Linked DNA regions of Drosophila melanogaster: region 1 is linked to region 2. Evidence: chromatin contacts called from public HiChIP or PLAC-seq data. All regions are on one chromosome and are shown on one strand. Each heading gives the region's core, a stretch centred on a gene start, on an enhancer-like site or on the middle of the called end of the contact. The rest is flanking DNA. Distances are from core to core; before and after follow the strand shown. Region 1 holds the start of Mondo (mondo,). Region 2 holds the start of Hr39 (Hormone receptor-like in 39).

What was found. HiChIP or PLAC-seq counts read pairs in DNA pulled down with a chosen protein or histone mark.
Region 1: a contact with region 2 is called in a Psq HiChIP or PLAC-seq map of the Kc167 cell line, with 4 times the contacts expected there. The contact joins the promoter of Mondo here to the promoter of Hr39 in region 2. A contact is called at or near these places in 20 of 107 Hi-C or Micro-C datasets (the Clone 8 cell line, the D17-c3 cell line, the Kc167 cell line and 10 more) and 2 of 6 datasets of contacts at active chromatin or transcription factors (both in the Kc167 cell line).

What each region holds. Positions count from the first base shown.
Region 1 is chr2L:21,308,731-21,311,430 of dm6, reverse strand. Mondo (mondo,) reads left to right here and starts at 1,381. Exons shown (of 12, transcript NM_165367.2): 1 at 1,381-1,492; 2 at 2,493-2,700. The coding sequence starts at 2,644. crc (cryptocephal) reads right to left here and starts at 565. Exons shown (of 5, transcript NM_080158.3): 1 at 399-565.
Region 2 is chr2L:21,235,917-21,238,616 of dm6, reverse strand. It overlaps Hr39 (Hormone receptor-like in 39), which reads right to left and starts at 1,367. Exons shown (of 8, transcript NM_165364.2): 1 at 1,213-1,367; 2 at 52-336. CG31626 reads left to right here and starts at 1,884. Exons shown (of 3, transcript NM_165362.2): 1 at 1,884-1,973. mir-9374 (mir-9374 stem loop) reads right to left here and starts at 316; the gene lies at 256-316.

The DNA.
Region 1 (2,700 bases), core at 132-2,631, 73 kb before region 2:
TTAGTAATATAGTAATTATGTTTTAACATTTTAGGTAAATATAGAATGCAAGGGTAGAGCTGCAATCGCGCAGCCGGTTTAAACAGCTCTGTCCTGGGCTGTGTCCGCTTGGGGTAGTCCTTACTGTGGTGAGTCATCTCATTTTCGCACGTGCAGGCGACTTGCAACGCACATTACTCAACTCCAGTCGGCGATTGCGTCAGCCAATTTCTTTACCTTTACCAGGTGGCATGCCCCACTGAGTTTTGATTTGCCACGTTCGCCCGGTCAATTGAAAATCCATACAAGGCAATGCCACCAACACACGTGCAGCAACAATGAATGAGTAGAACGCCAAGTGCGGCAGTGTGCGTGATAAATTGCGAAATTAGCGAGAATTTAGCTTGGTGTATACTCACTTTTGATTTTTATACGTTTCCATTTTGTTGTGTTTGGGCACCTAGGTGCTGCTTGTTTTTGCTTGCGCGCAAACTATAGAGCCATCTTTAGGTTAATATAAATGCCGAAATCGTGAGAGAAAATAACAATTGAACCTTTTTGCGTTTCATTTGGAACGGTAATGAGTGTTGGAATCAGTGTTACCAGATCGGGAAATGCCTTGCTACTTTCTACTAAATAATCCCACCCCTTTTTCTCACAAATCTAAAGCGCACAAAATCATTCGTAAAGTATTATTAAATGACTATATAAAAATTTTGAACTGAACAGCAATTTCATTAAGAACCTTCTAACAGTACAAATGAAAAAATTCTCTGAAAGTATAATGTCTAATATAAGCCCGAGAAAGGTATTTAAGCAAAAGAACATGGGAGTGCGAAATCCTCTAGTCTGCTGATAAAGAATTAGGCAGTTACACTACTTTGTAACAAGGTGTGCAGTTTGAATACTTATTATTAAATTTTAACCGGAACTAATTCAATGTTTATCGATAGTTTTTTGATGTGTGATCACTAATTTTATTCTGGGTATTCTATTCTCTAACTTAAACAATATAGTGAACATAAAGGGAAAATATCCATTTTACATAATTTTTCCTAATTACTTAAGCACAACAATGTTTAAAAAACACATTACATTTGAGTATAATATATGTATATATTCTAGTTTTTCCTATTAGTCTCAACGCATTAACTTTTTATTGATGCGGTTTCAAGGTGCTGTCGGAAAAAGATATAATAGCAATTCCATAAAACTGGAAACTAATTACGGGAAATAGCCGTCCTAAATTCATTGTATTGCAATTTCGGAGCAGGAAACATATGACCTCGTATGCTGCCCTTCCCAATCTTTACGTTTGGGGTGATTATGCTCATTCTTGCGTTTTTCGGCTCGCAGCTTTCAGCCATTTTTAGGAAGAGGGTGCTGTTTATCAGAGCCACCAAATGCTTGACAACCCTGATGGGATGGTGAGGGCTCGCTACCCGCAATAGGTTAATGTGTGCTATATTGTGATTAAACTACGTAGAAGCTTTGTGTTGCGCGTGTGTGCGTGGTATTGGTAGTCCGTCGTGCCTGCTAACTGCCCGTGTTTCTGCTATAGGGGGCAGTTGCAGTTGTACCGAAATTGTGGTGCGCGTGCATGCGCGTGTATATGAGTGGGAACGGAAAAAGGCAAAATGCAAAGGCAGCGCTGAGCCAGAGGTCAAAAGTGCAAACACAGAACTGCTTGTGGAGTGCATACTCTGGATGGCAAGGCCGAATGCCAGGAGTCAAATCGACTGAGCTCCATATAGTAATAGTGGAGAGGGGGACAACATTGCTGCCTGACATCTGCGCATATAGAAGAACACGTACATACATACATATACATATGTATGTACGTTTTCCTAGCTGATAAGCAACGCTAGCGAGGTAGGGAGAGAGAGAGATTTCGCGTCAGCTGTTCATTGTTGTGTTGTGTGCGGCGCACAGGTTATGTGCGTTTCGCAGCTTCGTTCTCCGATCAGTTCTGTTTGTGGAATGAAACCGATCGTTCTGCGCTGGTTCTGCCCGCCTTGTTGGCCTTCCATCAGATCCGCGTGTGTTTACGAGTAGTTGGGGCTTCACTATCTGTTCAAGGAGCTACAAGCGGCCACTGACGTCTCGTTCTGACGTCCGTATCCCCAGCCAACCCCGCCGCGATTGTGTGTGTGTGTGTGTGTGCGAAAATTGTTGTTATTGTGCTGTGTGACGCATATAACGGCAAAAGCGGGGCGTGTTTGCCATTAGAGAAGCTTCGCTCCGGAAAAAGCAACAATTGGACAGGTGTCGATGACGAAAAGCTGAAGGTGTCGGGCATTGTAAACAAATCAAAATCTTAAAACCGTGCTATGTCTCTATCAAATAATCGCTTATTTTAGTAATTTAGTTAATAGAATGACAAGGACAAACACTAGATGAGAGAATTAATAAATGTGTTAACCACGAGGCAAGACAAAACATATTTTTTTTTATAGTCTGCGAACGTTTACATATTTTGAAATGATGGAAAAACCCCATCCAAATTAAAAAAGGGTCAGCACCAGCTTTTAAAAGCCTTTACTACGCGAGAGACATTAAAAAACCATTAAATGTGCCCTCGCCATATCGACATAATCTGCAACCGCCAAAATTTTGGCTCAACAGTAAACTATTTGCATAGGCATCCCCTGGCACCTGTTGAAAATGATGCTGAATAAACACGAGGGATACCAACGCACAAGCCAAATGTTTCCCCACCAG
Region 2 (2,700 bases), core at 118-2,617:
CCTAAAAAATTATGGGAACATTTTGTTTTTAAGGAAAGGAGATTATCTTACCATTTAAAAATAACTAAAAGTATTCCAATTGTCCCTTTCTCAGTCTATCAAGATTTTAATGTATTTCCGTTGCTGTGTTGATAAGATTTGTTACCCAAAAGCCAGTTGGGATTTCACGTTTTACTCGTTTTGTTCGACTCACATTCTAGTCACATTTTCATAGAGAATTCGTTTAATTTGCGTGCACATTATGCGTATAACATTTCTTGTGCAATATGTACCCGACTGGAAGCCACTTGATGCCAATCGAGGAAATTATTGCACGACAAATATCGGATTTTTCACCTGTGAATTAATAACGGTAAATTACTCATCCAGCGTCGCGGCGGGCGCACTTGTATGGGTTAACGAGCGAGCAAGCAAGTCAACGAATTCACAATAAAATAAACAAAATGCAGACGCGAAAAATCGACGAAACTTGTTGGAGCTGAAAACGCGGAAACTGTTGCAAGCGAATCGAAACCAGAAAAACTTTTCTGCACACTCTGTCCAATCAGAACAAACACTCGAACTCTTCTCTCCCACACACACTACACCAGCACTCACACGCACAAGTTCTGCTCTTGCACTTGCCTCTTTCTACTGCTTTCTTTGAGTCTTGGGTTTTATTTTACACGACTGCGGCGCTCTTGTTGCGTTTTCCTCACCTTTCGCAGAGTTTATTGACATTTTCAGCGTTCGCTTTGTGCGCTGCTTTCTTCGTGCGCAATCTCTTTTTTCTCTCGCCAGTCTGTTCGCTCTTTCTCTCTTTCCCTTTCTTCTCTCCGCTCACAACACTTGCTTTTTTGTTTACAATGGAACGCTCGCACACACACACTGGTAAACGGGTCACTCACACGCACACAGAATAACCTTCAATTTTATCTTATTGCGCGCGCCCCAGTCACTCGTTATTCTTAAACTTTGCCGAAATTAGGATTTGCTTTGGTTCGCTGCTGCAGCTTTAAATATCAATCAATGTCTTTGCAATGCTGGTGTGGTTAGAAATCCACATTCACCTCGACGCCTCTTCCACACACCCATACACGCAGCCACGGACGACCTTTGCGGTGCGAGCGAGACGACCCGCCACAAAAAACTCCACTTCCGCTCTCTCGTTCACCCGTTGTGCTGACGGCGAAAAGGTTTTCGAATTAAGTACATACATATATTCTTATTCACTTATTCACGGATTTAACTACATATGCCACTGTAGGCGCTACCACTCTTTTTCGCTCACAGCATGAACGGTGTTTTGCGCTCGAATCCGATTCCACAACCGCTCTAGCGATCACACGACGCAACACAGTCCCGCCTGCGACGAAGTAGCAAAATGTTTGTTTTGTTAGTGGAGCTCTCGGTCTGTTAGCGAGCGTTGCCACCTTTCTGCGAGCTGTTGCTGCACACTGCCACTTTACGAACACAGATCTGATAGCGGGACAAAATACGTCAAGGCAGCGACGGTGGGTTACTAGTGAATTTGGAACGGTGGTCTTACGACGTAATGGTCTTTTATATTTTCATTATTTTTTAAATTGTCGCTCATTTACCAATAAACCTTTTTACTTTTTCCTGATAGTCCGAAGTCAGATCAAATAGGAAGTTTCACAAAAAATTTTCATCCAGAGAAAATACGCCGACGCTATTCGAGTTTTTTGTATTCGTTAACCGGGAAAGAATAGTTCGAATTCGTTCGCACTTTATCGATAGTAGATTGCTATTATGGAGCCCACTTGTAAAATAATTTAATTCCAGACTGATAAAAGCGATCAACTTTTGTTAGTGGTTTAAGTCTATGATAATACTTAGTTCAAATTGTTTCAAAGTAGTCGATAATTTATAATAACAGTTTTAGATGACCTCTAGGAAATAACTAATTACCCACATTCTTCAAGAAGTGTTTTCAATTTGTTCTATAATTAAATAACAGTTGTATTAATTATGTAAATATTGTTACTCATAATACAAATTAAACAATATAAACACACATAAATAAGAGAATTGGAATATTTTGTCTCAGATTAGATTTTCCACACGGGAAATTTAAATCACCACGTTTGGTAATATCGTATCGTTTTATCCTAAACGAAACACGCTTATTAATACATAAGCTAATTGTTTTTATACCCGTTACTCGTAGAGTAATAGGGTTTACTAGATTCGTTGAAAAGTATGTAATAGGCAGAAGGAAGCGTTTCCGGCCATATTAAGTATATATTCTTGATCAGGATAAATAGCGGAGTCGAACTGGTCATGTCCGTCTGTCCATATGAACGTCGAGATATCAGGAACTATAAAAGCTAGAAAGGTTGAGCATCGACTCGGCTTAATAAGAATATATTTTATATCTGTTAGACATTTTATCGGATGAATTGTAACAGGTATAATAAACGATTTCTTATATATCGTCAGACATGTGTGTATATTTTGAACGAAACAACTTAAATTAGTTTGTAATGTTATTTTATAAATTCCATCCTAATAAATATTACTGGATTTGCAATGAGTTCCTTAGAACATATTAGTACTCGTGTTTCACTAACCATGTCCATCAAGCTGACACTGCTATGAATGGGTATGTGTGATGGGTATCTGGTGGACAAGCTCTGATCTAAATGGTGTTGTCCATCCCAATAGCACTGACTTGTCTGTAGTCTAAACTGTGAAACA